Regions from separate parts of the Columba livia genome. Here region 2 is linked to region 1. Evidence: chromatin contacts called from public Hi-C data. All regions are on one chromosome and are shown on one strand. Each heading gives the region's core, a stretch centred on a gene start, on an enhancer-like site or on the middle of the called end of the contact. The rest is flanking DNA. Distances are from core to core; before and after follow the strand shown. Region 1 has its middle 5.7 kb from the start of P4HA2. Region 2 holds the start of LOC102093490 (solute carrier family 22 member 4).

Region 1 (6,626 bases), core at 3,438-5,937:
TGTGCCAGAGTTACTTTGTTAGTACCCAAACTATGTACAGTAGAAGCTGCTATCAGGTTAATTATTTGTGTGAAGCATAGTGAAATGTATTGCTTACGTGTGTAGCCACAACATGTTGGCAAAATGTGAATTTATATATAAATATGATTTGAGGTAACAAGTATTTGCACATTAACCAATTCTGCATCCTTGGCTAGCTGAGACTCTTCCCTTTGGGCATAATAACCAATGTTTAACCATGGCCACGCTGAGCCAGCACAACTCCCAGGGGAAACAGATGTTCATTATTTTCATGTTCAGCATCAGCTGTTGAAGGTTTTAGTCTGGAAGTGGATGCATGGGAATGAAGGGCCAGACAAGGCACCTGGTCCCCCAACCCTGCTCTGGGGGGTGAAAGATCTGGTTGATCCTGGATCTGGTTGATCCTGCCATCAGCCCGAACTCCTTCCAAAGCCGGCTGGCAGGTTACTTGTGCTACTTGTGCTGCACCCCCAGCACCTTGATATTAATATAATCATTGCAAGCTTAATCTCTCCTGCTAAACCCGTGTGTTCATCCCCCACCCCACCTTCGCTCCCCACCCTGGCCCGGCCGTGCCGCGGTTTGCCGAGGGCAGCTGAGCCCCCCGTGTCCGTGACCGCCCGCGGGCTCCGCTTAGGGCCCGCGGTCGCCGCCCGAGCTCGGCTGCTCCCTGCCGGCCGTTGCGGGAACGGCAGCCCGGCAGCCGCCGGAGCAGCCGCCGGAGCAGCCGGGGCCGGGCCGGGCCTGCTGCCGCCTCCCAGCGGGCCCCGGCCCCGGCTCTGCCCGCGCAGCCCCGAGAGGAGCCGCAGCCACGGCGGCCGGTTCCCCTCGGCCTCGGCACCTCTGGCCCCTCCGCGGGGCTCGGGCATCGCTGCTCTCCCAGCGCGGGTGGGTGCTGGTGGGGGCTCTGAGGCTCATCATTAATTGTAACAGGGTGAGGACAAATCTTATTTGAAATGTAGTGGATCATCCAATCGAAGAATAGTTTGGGTTGAAGGGACCTTCCCAGCTCCCCCAGTGCCACCCCTGCCATGAGCAGGGACATCTTCACCAGCTCAGGTTGCTCAGAGCCCCGTCCAGCCTGGCCTGGGATGTCTCCAGGGATGGGGCATCCACCACCTCTTTGGGAAACCTGTATTTTGCCACCCTCATTGTAAACCATTTCTTCCTCATGCTAAGCTCGATCTCTCTTTTAGTTTAAAACCATCGCACCTTGTCCTATTACAACAGGCCATACTAAAAAGTCTGTCCCCATCTTCCTTATTGGCCTCTTTTAAGTACGGAAAGGTGGTAATAGGGTCTCCCCGGAGCCCTCTCTTCTCCAGGCTGATCAACCCCAACTCTCTCAGCCCGCTCAATCCCTCTGATAATTTTCGTGGCCTCCTCTGGACCTGCTCCAACATGGAGGACGAGTCCTGCCGGAGGGGAAAGGGCGGCGATGGCGATCAGTGGCAGGTTGGGTGGTTCTCCAGCACGTGTAGTGTCCTGTAGCAGCATGAATAGGGTTTTTGGTAACCCTGGCTACAGTGAGAGCTCACAGGTCCCCAAAAGAATGTAAAGCTGAGCTGCTTGTGGCCCTGGGGGTGAAGATTAGTGCCAGTTTTCACTGAGGTGCAGCTCAGTGAGGCACAACTAATGGGGAGCTAATAAAGTATTAGGAACCACATGTAATTCTGCACCATGAAAAAGAAGTATTTTGCCCTCATGGGAGAGGGTTGGTAGGCTGTATTGGCCAGAAGCCAGGGCCCGAGGGGAGAGAACAGCTCGAACACCTTCCTTTACCAGAGGAAACAGCTGGAGCAGTGACATTTTAAGGACATTTCCCAGGTGTCCAGCAGATACCTGGGCAGTAGCACGGGGCCCACACTGTGCTGAGCTCATGTTACAAACCGCAGCATCGCCTCGAGATGGCCCCTGTGAAATAATCAGGGAATCCTGCCATAGTGAGGCATGAAAAGTCACTTTGCCCAGCCAAGTGGCTCTAAGGGAATTTCACAATAGCCAAGGGGCATCCTTTGATTTCCTGCAGCAAAATGATCCCTGAAAGCGATGTGGAAAGGGCAGATCCTGGCTGGCCTTCACTGCTGGCTGTCCCTCAGCAGTGTGTGCATCAGAGTGTAAAACCACAGCAGCAAAGCTGTGCCACAAGCTGCATCCCTAAAGAAAACCTGACACAAATACTAGTTCTGCCCAGGGTGATTAATTTAATTTTGGGTCCTCAAAATCATTACAGGGACACCATGTTATGCAACAATACCAGGGTCTGATCCACACCTAATTAAAAATTGCTTCGTCTCTCAGGGCTTGATATTTTGCTAATTAAAGAAGAGCCACTCTCTTGAAATTAGTAGTATTTTACGAATTTGTACTAGCTGAAGATTTATCTGTAGGGGCAAAATTAATTTACTTAGAACCATAGAACCATTTCAGTTGCAATAAGTTTCCACTGTCACACTCATACGTGCAACATAAGTCAGATTCAGAACACCGGAAAGGTGAAGGAAGATTTCTTTTATGTTATTTTAATGTGTTCCTTGAATTAGCAATGAGAAAATACAATTTCATTTTCTTTTGGATTTCCATCCAGCTCTGGGAAAGTAAAAAAGCCAAAAGACTTTTTGTGTTTACAGCAGATACTGTTACTTAGCCTCTTGTATTAATTGTATTGTATTCATTGTATTGTATTAATACACTTTTCCCAAACATATTATTTTTCTGCATTAACCGTGGAGCTTTAAGTCTTCATTAACTGGAATGCTTCAGATCAGTAATCACTAAATAGAGCTTTTTGTTGAGGATTTTATAAGGGAAGAACACACCCCATCCTGATTTAAACTCTGGTTTGTTCAAACGTATTTAGAAAACGCAGAGCTGAATGATGCTTCCACCACACGCAATTTGCTGTGGAACCCGTCATTATGGGTGAAGTTTCCGACTCCTGCACTCCCTTGGATCACGCCAGAGATGAACCTCCTCATGTGTCCCATCACAGGCAGAGCCAGGACAAGTATTTGCTCTGAAATACCCCTGTGTGCTCCAATATTCACACTCCAATGCCTTATGTAAATTCACACTGTGCGTGGATGTATGTAGAAAACGTGCTTTCCCCTTCCAGCAGCTGAAGTGAAAGGAATTCACCGCCTTATTTAACACCTCGACATGAATGTCCATGCTCAGACATCCACTGTTTACTTATGCTGAGTATACAGTGCACACACTGTACTGCTTCTCCTGCCGGGGAAGGAATAAAGATCTACTGTTCAAGTCAGCCAAATATTTTTAAAATTGAGTGATGTGCCAGAAAGGATTTCTGGAACTCCAGAAGTTTGCGATCCCACTGCTTTATTTTGCTGTGCAGATGTTGCTGCTCAGAGGAAGGATGAGGAATCATGCTGCCAGGGTTGCCCTGCTTGAACACCGAAATGGGAATTCAGAAAAAATCCTTTGCAGAAGTAGCTTCTGATCAAACAGGAGAGGAGAGACCTCTGGGGAGAAGGGCAGCCCTAGCACCCCCTGGCCTGGAAGCTTGCACATGAGCCATGAATGATACAGGAGACAAGTGAAGGGATGTCACATGTGGGAATGATGAGAAGCTGGAGGACCAAGTGCTCTTCAGATGGAGGAAAGACAGGTTCCCTTTGCTTGTGCATTGGAAAATTTAAGAAGGATGCTGTCATCTCCCCTAAGATTTTAATGCTGAGATCTGAATTCTCAGAGCTCAAACAAAGCTAATGAGTCCTCTGCATGAGCATTTTCCATTAGCTGGGTATTCCTTCTAAGGTCTGTAAAATATGTTGTGTGAATAAGGGATGCAACAAGCCAGCACAGGCCTGATGCAGGTTGAGTAATAATATGGAGCTGATAGTCAGCAGTAAAACCCTGGAGCGGCATTTGCCTGGGCTGCCCTCTTTAGTACAAAAAAAACAAGATGTGGTGACCCTTTCCATGTTTATGGCATCTCTTCTGGAGGCAGATCTCAGTTCCATGTAGAAAACCCGCACACAGAGAGGGAGCTCTGCTCTGGGGGTGACAGCAGCACAGGGACCGCAAACTATCTCTGAGGGGAAAGATTTCATACTGATCTGGCTTCAGTTTGGTTCAATATGTTTTTCTTTAAAGTCTGGCTTTTCATCCACTAATTAGCAGCCTAAATAAAATACGGGTTGAGATTTTTTTTTTCGTGGTTTTGTAATGTCTTTTACCCACATTTCTTAACTGTATCTTTCCCTAAACCTAAAAGGAATGATGTGACCAGCTGGCCTTTCCTATTTCTGGATTTGATTTATGCTGGAGTCTGCAAAGGAATGACTCACAGATCCTGCTTTATGTTGGCCGCTCAGTCTCGTACAAAATCCGTGTTAAAATCCCCGGCATGCAGGGAGGAAGGTTCTGCACAGCGCAGTGCAGAATGACTCGAATCCTCTTCCACACTCCCTCTTGGGCTTTCCCTATCCTGTGTCAGAACGTGCTTCTCCTCCACAAACCTCTCTGAATGTGTTGCAAAGCTAAATCCCTTGGAGGTTGCTTTCTGAGCTTCAGCCGGGGTGGTCTGGCTGCTTTCAAAGCCCTTGTTTCTCTCAGTTGTTAGTGAAAATTACTGCTCTCGGAGAACACAGAGGTCAGACAGGTAACACTCAGCAGCTGGGGCGTGCTCGCCAGCCACCCAGGTACATTCCACGTCGCTCACAGCCCTGGCTATGGTGACATGGAGAGATGGGGATGTGTCCTTGGGCCTCAGCTGGGGCTGCTGCTGAGGTTTGCTACGGTTCTCAGCATCTTCCCCTGGCTCTGATGACTTGCAGTATATTCCCCTTAGTTAAAACAGGGAACACAGGCTGATTCATCGTTCCTGCAAGCCAAGTTTACGGAAGAGCTTACTCATTTTATTGAGGAGGGGGCCAAACTTTGATTAAAAAGCATAAAATGTGGATATGATTTAAAAAATGTTTCAGCCTGGGCAGTGCCTCCCATGAATGCAAACAATCAGGGCTACAACCACTCGTTGCTTTTGCAGAGCCACCTGCCTTAAGTGCCCATGGACAGATTTCAGAGCAGAATATCAGAACATCATTTATAAAAGCTGCCTTATGCCCCGCAAGCCCCTCCGCTGCTTAGCAAGGGCTACAATTTGCATCCCTAAGTCTCCCAGTTCTTTTGGGAAATGCTGGACAATTTGGAAAATCTAATAAAAATATGGGCACTGTCATTTTAAATAAGACATGAAGGGAAGAACGTGTCTTTTCTCCTTCCTATACTCAGTCACTTCTAATTCTGTATGGGTATACTTAGTTTTAAACAAGCTCATCAGGCAGCTACTAGTTATTTCTATGTTTGCAGAAGTTTAAATGACCTTGTGAACGTGCAGCTGGGCACGGTTCAGAGCGCTGCCAGACCAGCCTCGGCTGTACCATAATTACATTAAGCAGGAACACAAGTCGTCGGATTCCTCCCCAGGCTCCTCTTCCCGACGGTCCCAGCGAATCCAGCTTTAGTTTCCCAAAGCTGGCACAGAGACAGCTGGAGCCACCGCGCTGTATGACAGACCTTTTCCATCTGCACGCTGGGTGTTTATCTCACGTTAACTCTCGTCTAGCTTATCTGCAGCAGAATTTAACACGTAAATCTCATCCTTTCATTTCTCTCGGTTGCACTTTGGTGTCCTCAAGGGGTGTAAACTTGAATAACACTGACTGGTGCCTGCAGCCTCCCCAGTCCACCCAGCTTGTCTGCACACCAGCGTCAGGGCAGCTCAGGACCCTGCAGGACTGAGCTCCTGAACCAGTATGAGTGCAAAGGGTCTTTCGCCCATTCCAGCAGGAGCCTGGTCCAGGTCTGGCTGCTTGGGAAACATTCAGAGCAAGAGTTTATTTGCAGCCAATATCTCTGAGTTTTATCAGAGGATAAAACTTGATAGAGTTGCCACCTCAGCGTTTCACACACGAGGGTTTGTTCAGCCTGTGCAGGGCAGCCCTGTACAGAGATGCCTGGGTTTGGCCTGATTTGGCTGCTGGACAATTTCACTTGTGATGCAGAGAGGAGTCGCAGGGCAGAAGAGCAGCACGAGCGTGCAGAGCACCGTGGGCTGTGTGGGCTGTGGTGCTGCATGATGGATGTGCAGGAACCTGATGTAGCTTCCCATTGCCGCTGTGCACAGTGTATAATTTGAGAAGGTAATCATATCCCAGTCTATTCCTAGTGAGATGTGTGTGTTCAGCTGCATGGCATTTATCTTGTGTATGGTAAATCTTGCATCTCAGTCACACCTTTTCTTGGTGATGGACCTTGTTTCTCTAACACTCAGGGCTTCTGATTCAAGGTGGCTTCTTGGCAAACGCTCAGGAATTTTGCTCTCAGCAAATGCTCCATGATTTTGCTGCCAGCTGGGTACCAGTGACCAATTACCACCAGCGCTGAGCCCACAGGTGCAGCCAGCACAGGAGACTCATCCCAGTCCTGCACCCACCCTCTCCCTCACTTCAGAAGTCCCTCTACTTCTCCCCATCAACAACGGAGTCTGTGTTTCCTTTGATGCATCAAATCCTCAGCTGGTAAGATCCATCTGTGCACACAATAAAGGAAGACTAATAACTAGACAATACTTCATC
Region 2 (6,256 bases), core at 227-2,726, 82 kb before region 1:
GCCATTGTACAACCTTAAAAAAACCAAAGCCAACAGCTTGGCTGTAGCCTGAGGGAAGGTTCTGTCAGGAACCTGCCACAGCATGCCAGGCACGCCACAGACCGCAGGCACCAACCACAGCACCTGCCTCACACCAACGCTGATGGCCACCAAAGCCACCAGCATAGCTGGCAGCATTGGCACAGGGTGCTGGCACCAGCAAGGGCCCACCGCTGCTCTAGACCCATCCGGGCTGCTTGTGTGTTTACCAGAAAGCACCCATGTCCCCATTCAAAGTGGCACTGGGAACAAGTGTCAGATTCCATCAGACAGAAAGTTTACTGGGACAGTCAGTGTGCCGACAGAAGGAAACGATCAGGCTTCTATTTTCAGCCTTTGCCTCCCCCTCCACACAAACCCCCTCTCCAAATAAAACAAGCTGAAGTTTCAATGGAAAACACCACCGAGATAACGAGGACTGGGGGCTCCTCCGGGGGCTGTTCACCCCACATACCCCCTCCTCTCTTCACAGCATCCAATCCTTTCTCACAGACACTTGACCTGCTGGTTGTTGCTCCCTGTTCATGCCCCCCTCGCAAGGCACAACGACCCCCCAAAGCCCTGGCAAAGCCCGGCCGGTCACAGCCTCTCCCGGGGCATCGGGGCTCCGCGGCCGCGCACCTCGGTGACGATGGTGGAGTGGTAGACGTCGCGGCTGTACTCCCAGCCGTCCAGGCACGGCTCCTGCTCCAGCGACCCCAGCTCCACATCGGATCCCGGCAGCAGCCCCAGCGCCGAGAAGTTGGCGAGCGCGGCCAGGTTGTAGCGGCGGCAGCGGCTCGGAGCCGCCTGGCCGTCCCGCAGCTCCAGCGGGATGCTGGCGTTCAGCCACTCGCCGCTCAGGTTGGCCCTGCGGGGCACCGCGCACCGGTGCTCCGGGGTGCCGGCCAGGAAGACGACCGACATCCCGTTGAAGCCGTTAGGGATGATGCTGGCGCTGAGGAGGAAGAAAACGAGCCTCTGGAAGCGGCCCCACTCGCCCAGGAAGGCGGTGGCCGCATCGTAGTCGCGCATGGCGCGGCGCGGGTCTTCCGCGGCTCTGCGCTGACCGCGGGTGCCCGCGCGGCGGCTCCGCGGCGGCTCCGCCCCGGCCCGGCCCCCCGCGGAGGCGGTGCGTCCCGGCGGGTGCCCGCGGCCCCGCTCCGGGGAGCGGTGGGGAGAGGAGAGGATGCTGCCGGCCCCTCAGCATCCCCGGAGCCGGAGGCACATGGGCACTCACGTTTGCTCCGCAGTCGGCTCCAGAGCTTTCCAATGAGGCATTTTCCGGTTTTGCACCGAGAATATTTAGCAGATTTATTTTAAATCGCCGCTCGGGGACTCCTGACTGTCAGCCGAGGCGGTCAGGGCTGCGCCGGTATCGGCGGTTCGGCACCCGCGGCCGGGCGCGACCCCGCTGCGCCCACAGCTGGGATGGGCTGGCTCGGCAGCTGCTGCCGGTAAGAAATCGGCGTCCGGTGAGATTGGGAGCAACGCGATGGTTCCACCGCCCCGAGCCCTCTCCGGCGCCCTGAAACCAGCCCCTTCTGGAACCTGAATCAGGTTCCTCCTTGTAATGCCGCTGCAAGACGGACGAATATCACTGCACAATGCACCCTGCAAGAGCTGGGCAAAACCGAGAGTCACGATAATAGTTAATAAATAGGAAACTAGAACAGCTCTCGATCAAACCATGAGCGGGGGGGGCTGCCGGGAAAAGCACCCCGTGGTACGCAGGATACTGCTTGAGGCAGGAGCAATATGAGCCCCTCCTTTGCACTGACACAGCTTTAGAAATCAAATGTGTTCGTGCCCCTGAAAAATCTGTGATTATCTGCAGCCCAGTGTTTTTTCCCGATGGTGTTTATGCAACAGACAAGGTCAGAGCAGACACTGCTGAAGGAGCCTGTAGCAGTCTGGCCTCAGGAGAGGAGCTTTTTATATTCCGGTTCGCTATCTGTTAACTATTACTGTTTCACACGTGACTCTTGGCTTTGCCTGGAGAGAGATATGTAGATAGCTGGTAAAGCCATTTCAGAAATCTGAGCGACACTGTCATCTGAAATATCTCAAGGGGCACTCAGAAACACGATGGTGTTTGAAATATGCACAGCACTTGGCTTGCCTGAAGGATCGAGCTCCCTGGAGTAGTACAGCAGGGTTCCCACTCAAAAATGGGACAGGTTGGCTGTGCAGAGCTGAGGGTCCCTGTGCTGGCAGCGGGTGGGGCAGGCTGGGGAAACATCTGTCTGACAGGGATGATGAGAAGGTTACGTGGAAGGTAAAGGCACAGACCCGGAGCGATGGCTGCAGCAGTACCCAGGGTGGAGAAGCAGATGGCAGCATTTATCTGGGCGAGGCAGAGATCCACTGCTCCTCAGGATAAGGGGCAGAAAATGGGGAAGGTTTAGATACCTCCCACTTCAAGAGAGGCTGGAGATGACATCTCACTGCCAGGCCTGAGCTATTCCACAGCCAAAGCTGTCCCCAGTGATAAGGGTGGGGCAGGGGCAGTTCGGGCAGATCAGGGGCTCACAGACAGCAGCAGGCAGCCTGCCCTGCCCTGGAGCTGGGCAAGAACCACAGGAGACAGGCAACACATGCCTGGTCCCCTGAGGGAAGGAGGAACTGGGAGTGTATTGTCTTAAGCATTAATGTTAATGCAATCTTAATAATTATTTAGTCAACAGTAATTGCTTACAGAGGAATAATTTGCAGTGTTCGTAAATAACTGTGGTGGTTCTGCAAAATTAATGTAACCAAAGGAAGTGGTAAACATATATGGCATAGGCAGGTTTATCCAGTTTGCAGATGAATCCTTAATGTATTATAAATTTAAAGCATTCAACATTAAAACAGTAAGGGATTTTCTCTTATGTTGTGAATCTGCATAAATTAGTAGTACCTCAAGTTCTTGTCAGCTCTGCTCCAGCACCACTAATTACTGCATACAATCATTTTAGCCATGCGATGCCACTCTCCTGACAGCCTTTGCCAGGTGCTCCCCAGGTTGGAAACACCACTTATCATCCAACATCTGGGATGCTTCAGCCCAGGTATAGAGATTATGAATACCACACAGAATTAGCGGCCAGTAGATGGCTCAGGCAGTCACAGAACAAATTTGCTGTAGTGGAAGGACCAGTCCTACTTCTTCCAAATGACCCCTCTGAAAGCTGTAAGTGGATTTCACTGCAACCTGCTAAAATACACTTTCAGCTATTAAATAGAGAGCAGCTTGTGGGAAATGAGGATGGAGAGATTCCTGTAAAGCGAAATCAGATGCTGAGGAGCCGGCAGACCAAAGGAGTCACAAGGGGAGAAAGAGTGAATCTTTGTATAGTTGAGAAATCACCTTTTGTGCAAATACTTTTTTCTTGTGCAACAGTATTTTCTAACATGGCCTAAGCCAGTCAGACAGGGGTTGGTTGGGGAAGTGGCACCAATGGGCTACTGTAGTCCTGGAAGCTGCCCGGCTCCTGCCACGTGCAGTCCCGTCACACTCACCCTGTGACACTGCCAGCAGCACGGCTGTCACCGGAGCTCCTGGTGTGCCCTGGCTCAGGGTGGTTACTGCTCACGGCGACTCCGCTCTCTCTCTTCTGCTTGGGCAAGGCCCCTCTCAAGGGATCCTCTACCTTGCTGGGACTAGGTCACCCTCCCAGGAGACACCTTGAGAGCTGGGAATTAAGAAAACACGTGAGTTCTATAATTCCGTGTTGCTTGTGTAGCACTCAGATCATGTGGAATCTCGTTAATTGATGGGGCAAAGCAAAATCCATTTTTTAAGTGTGTTTACTGATTCTGCAAAGTGTCCTCCAAGGGATTCCATGTGTTAGAGTGAGGTACAGCCATGCTCTGCCCCAAACCTTGGCCTTACACTCCTGGCCTGCCACACACCCTGGCACGGATGGAGCCAGTGATCATGTCCATCATGGCCACGTCTCACCAGACAGATGGCATCTGGGAAAAAATCATCTTTGGCAACTCTGGAAAAGGCTCTTGGCTCATTCCAGCAGTGCAATATGACTGTGTGTACCCACTGAGCAGGACTGAGGACTGGCTAGTGCAATTCTCACTTGAAACCATATTAATTTACAGGACTTGGAGCTTTTAGGGGCAGTTGTAGCCATCGCTTTCCAGTTCCTGGCACTACTGCGTCAACTTTTCCCTTCCTAAGCAGAGCTGGGCAGACAAGCACTCAGCATAATTATTTTTCGGGTAATCATATTTGTGGTAAGAATATTGCAAAAGAGATGGACCAGGGCACCTGCCTGTAGTATATGTGTGAGGATTTGCAATAAAACCCCCCAAAACACACCTATACTCAAGTAGAGCTAGCTTTCCCAAGACCATCCACCACCCAATCACCAAGGACTTAAGTAATTTTACCTGGTGTAATGTCACTCTGGTCAGGTAAGAGATACCACTTTGGCCTTGCCAGCTGACACCAGCATACGCTTTGACCATAGCTCTGCAGCAGGAGCAGATGCACCGAGGAGCAGCACCCATGCCCTGGGGCAGTATCACCCCATCCTGCATCCATGTCCCCTCAGCCTTTGGGGCAGGACACAGTGATGTGGGTCAGGGCACAGTGATTCAGTACTGAAAAGGAGCCTATAGGAAAGCTGGGGACAGACTTTTTAGAAGGGTATGTTACAACAGGACAAGGGGTGATGGTTTTGAACTAATGGAGCAGAAATTCAAGTTAGACATGAGAAAGAAATGGTTTACACTGAGGGTGGTGAGACATTGTCCCATGTTTCCCATAGAGGTGGTGGATGCCCCATCCCTGGAGACATCCCAGGCCAGGCTGGACGGGGCTCTGAGCAACCTGAGCTGGTGAAGATATCCCTGCTCATGGCAGGGGTGGCACTGGGTGAGCTTGGAAGGTCCCTTCCGACCCACACTATTCTGTGACACTACGAGGGTCAGGGCTCAGCGATGTGGGGCACGGCAGGCAGGGCTGTGTCAGAGCACAGGAAGGCAAGAGTTCTTGCCAGAGAAGAGACAGGATATCTGACAGCACTCAAGGGCTGAGCAGACAGGTTCAAACCCATCGCTACTACTCACACCCGACTCTCCCAGCACAGCCTTTGCTAGAGATTTCTCAGAAGCCCTCTAGGTGGATGTGGTTGTTCCCACCCGGAAACCACCCCACAACGCTGGGAATCTTCAGAGCGCAAGTTCTTCTCCCATCCTACCTGAAAGCGCTGGATATTTCGGTTTCCATCACTAGGTGGTGCAAGAGACACAGGCACAGCAGCCGGCAGGGCAGGGCAGGGCAGGGCTCGGTCTTGGCCTGCCCCATGCCCCTGCACCACAGGCACCCCGTGTGCCCCTTCTGCCCCTGTGCACCCCCACGTACCCCCATGAACCCCCCCCCACATCCTATATAGCCCCGTGCACCCCCATTTATTTACTAATACCACTATCTACCCTCTGCATCCCATACATTCCTCTGCACATCATGCACACAATGCACACCTGTGCATCCCATGCAACCCACAGATCACAGAATCATAGAATACCAAGTTGGAAGGGACAATGAGGATCATCTGATTGAACTTTCTTTGGAAAAAGCCCAGTCTGGAGAAGCTGGCCCACTATCCTAATGTTGGGGAATCCACCACTTGTCTGGGGAGATTATTCCAACAATGTTTGGAAATAATACCCAGGGAGCAGGGAATTTCCAATCAAGGACAGATTAAACACGTCCTGAGAGGGATGCAGGTACCGCCTAGGGACAGGAGCAGGGACCAGGTGGCCTCCAGAGGTCCCTTCCAACCAGCTTTTCCAAGCATGGTGCTCAGCATCCCTCAGGTGAGCACCAGCACCACCACCCCATGGTGCCAGCAGCTTTTGTCTGCTCTAAGGCAGTCAGCTCCAGGAGGACAGACATCTGCCACTCACCTCCCAGCACTCCTTGAGTTAGGAAGTGAAGAAGTCAGGTGTTTAAGTAAAAAAAGTAGCTGTTATTATTAGCAAAGCTAAAAAAAGCCTGAAACTTGCTTGAGCAGCATCTTTGCACAGCAAGAGAGTGACCCTGTGCACATCAACTGCCCAAAGCAGCAGTGCTGGCTGCAGCCCAGGCTCTCCCCACCAGCTCTGTCTCACAAAAGAACTGCTTCAGCACTATGTAAAAATTCAAAATATTTAAACACTGAGGTGGAAGAAGCTGCTCCAGGGCTGGGGGAGCTCTGTGGGTGTCTCCTGACAGCTTGTGCTTTCCCAGGGAGAA

What was found. Hi-C and Micro-C count contacts between places; a contact is called where the count stands out from the background.
Region 2: a contact with region 1 is called in a Hi-C map of crop, with 3 times the contacts expected there. The contact joins the promoter of LOC102093490 here to the enhancer-like site in region 1. A contact is called at or near these places in 2 of 2 Hi-C or Micro-C datasets (crop and liver).

What each region holds. Positions count from the first base shown.
Region 1 is chr14:11,383,127-11,389,752 of bColLiv1.pat.W.v2, reverse strand. No RefSeq gene overlaps it. Among named protein-coding and RNA genes, the nearest start is that of P4HA2, 5.7 kb to the right of the region's middle. Within about 2 kb of position 4,687, at least 1 of the 3 cell types and tissues checked has an H3K27ac peak away from gene starts, as active enhancers do.
Region 2 is chr14:11,462,517-11,468,772 of bColLiv1.pat.W.v2, reverse strand. It overlaps LOC102093490 (solute carrier family 22 member 4), which reads right to left and starts at 1,476. Exons shown (of 10, transcript XM_005503650.3): 1 at 661-1,476. The coding sequence starts at 1,053.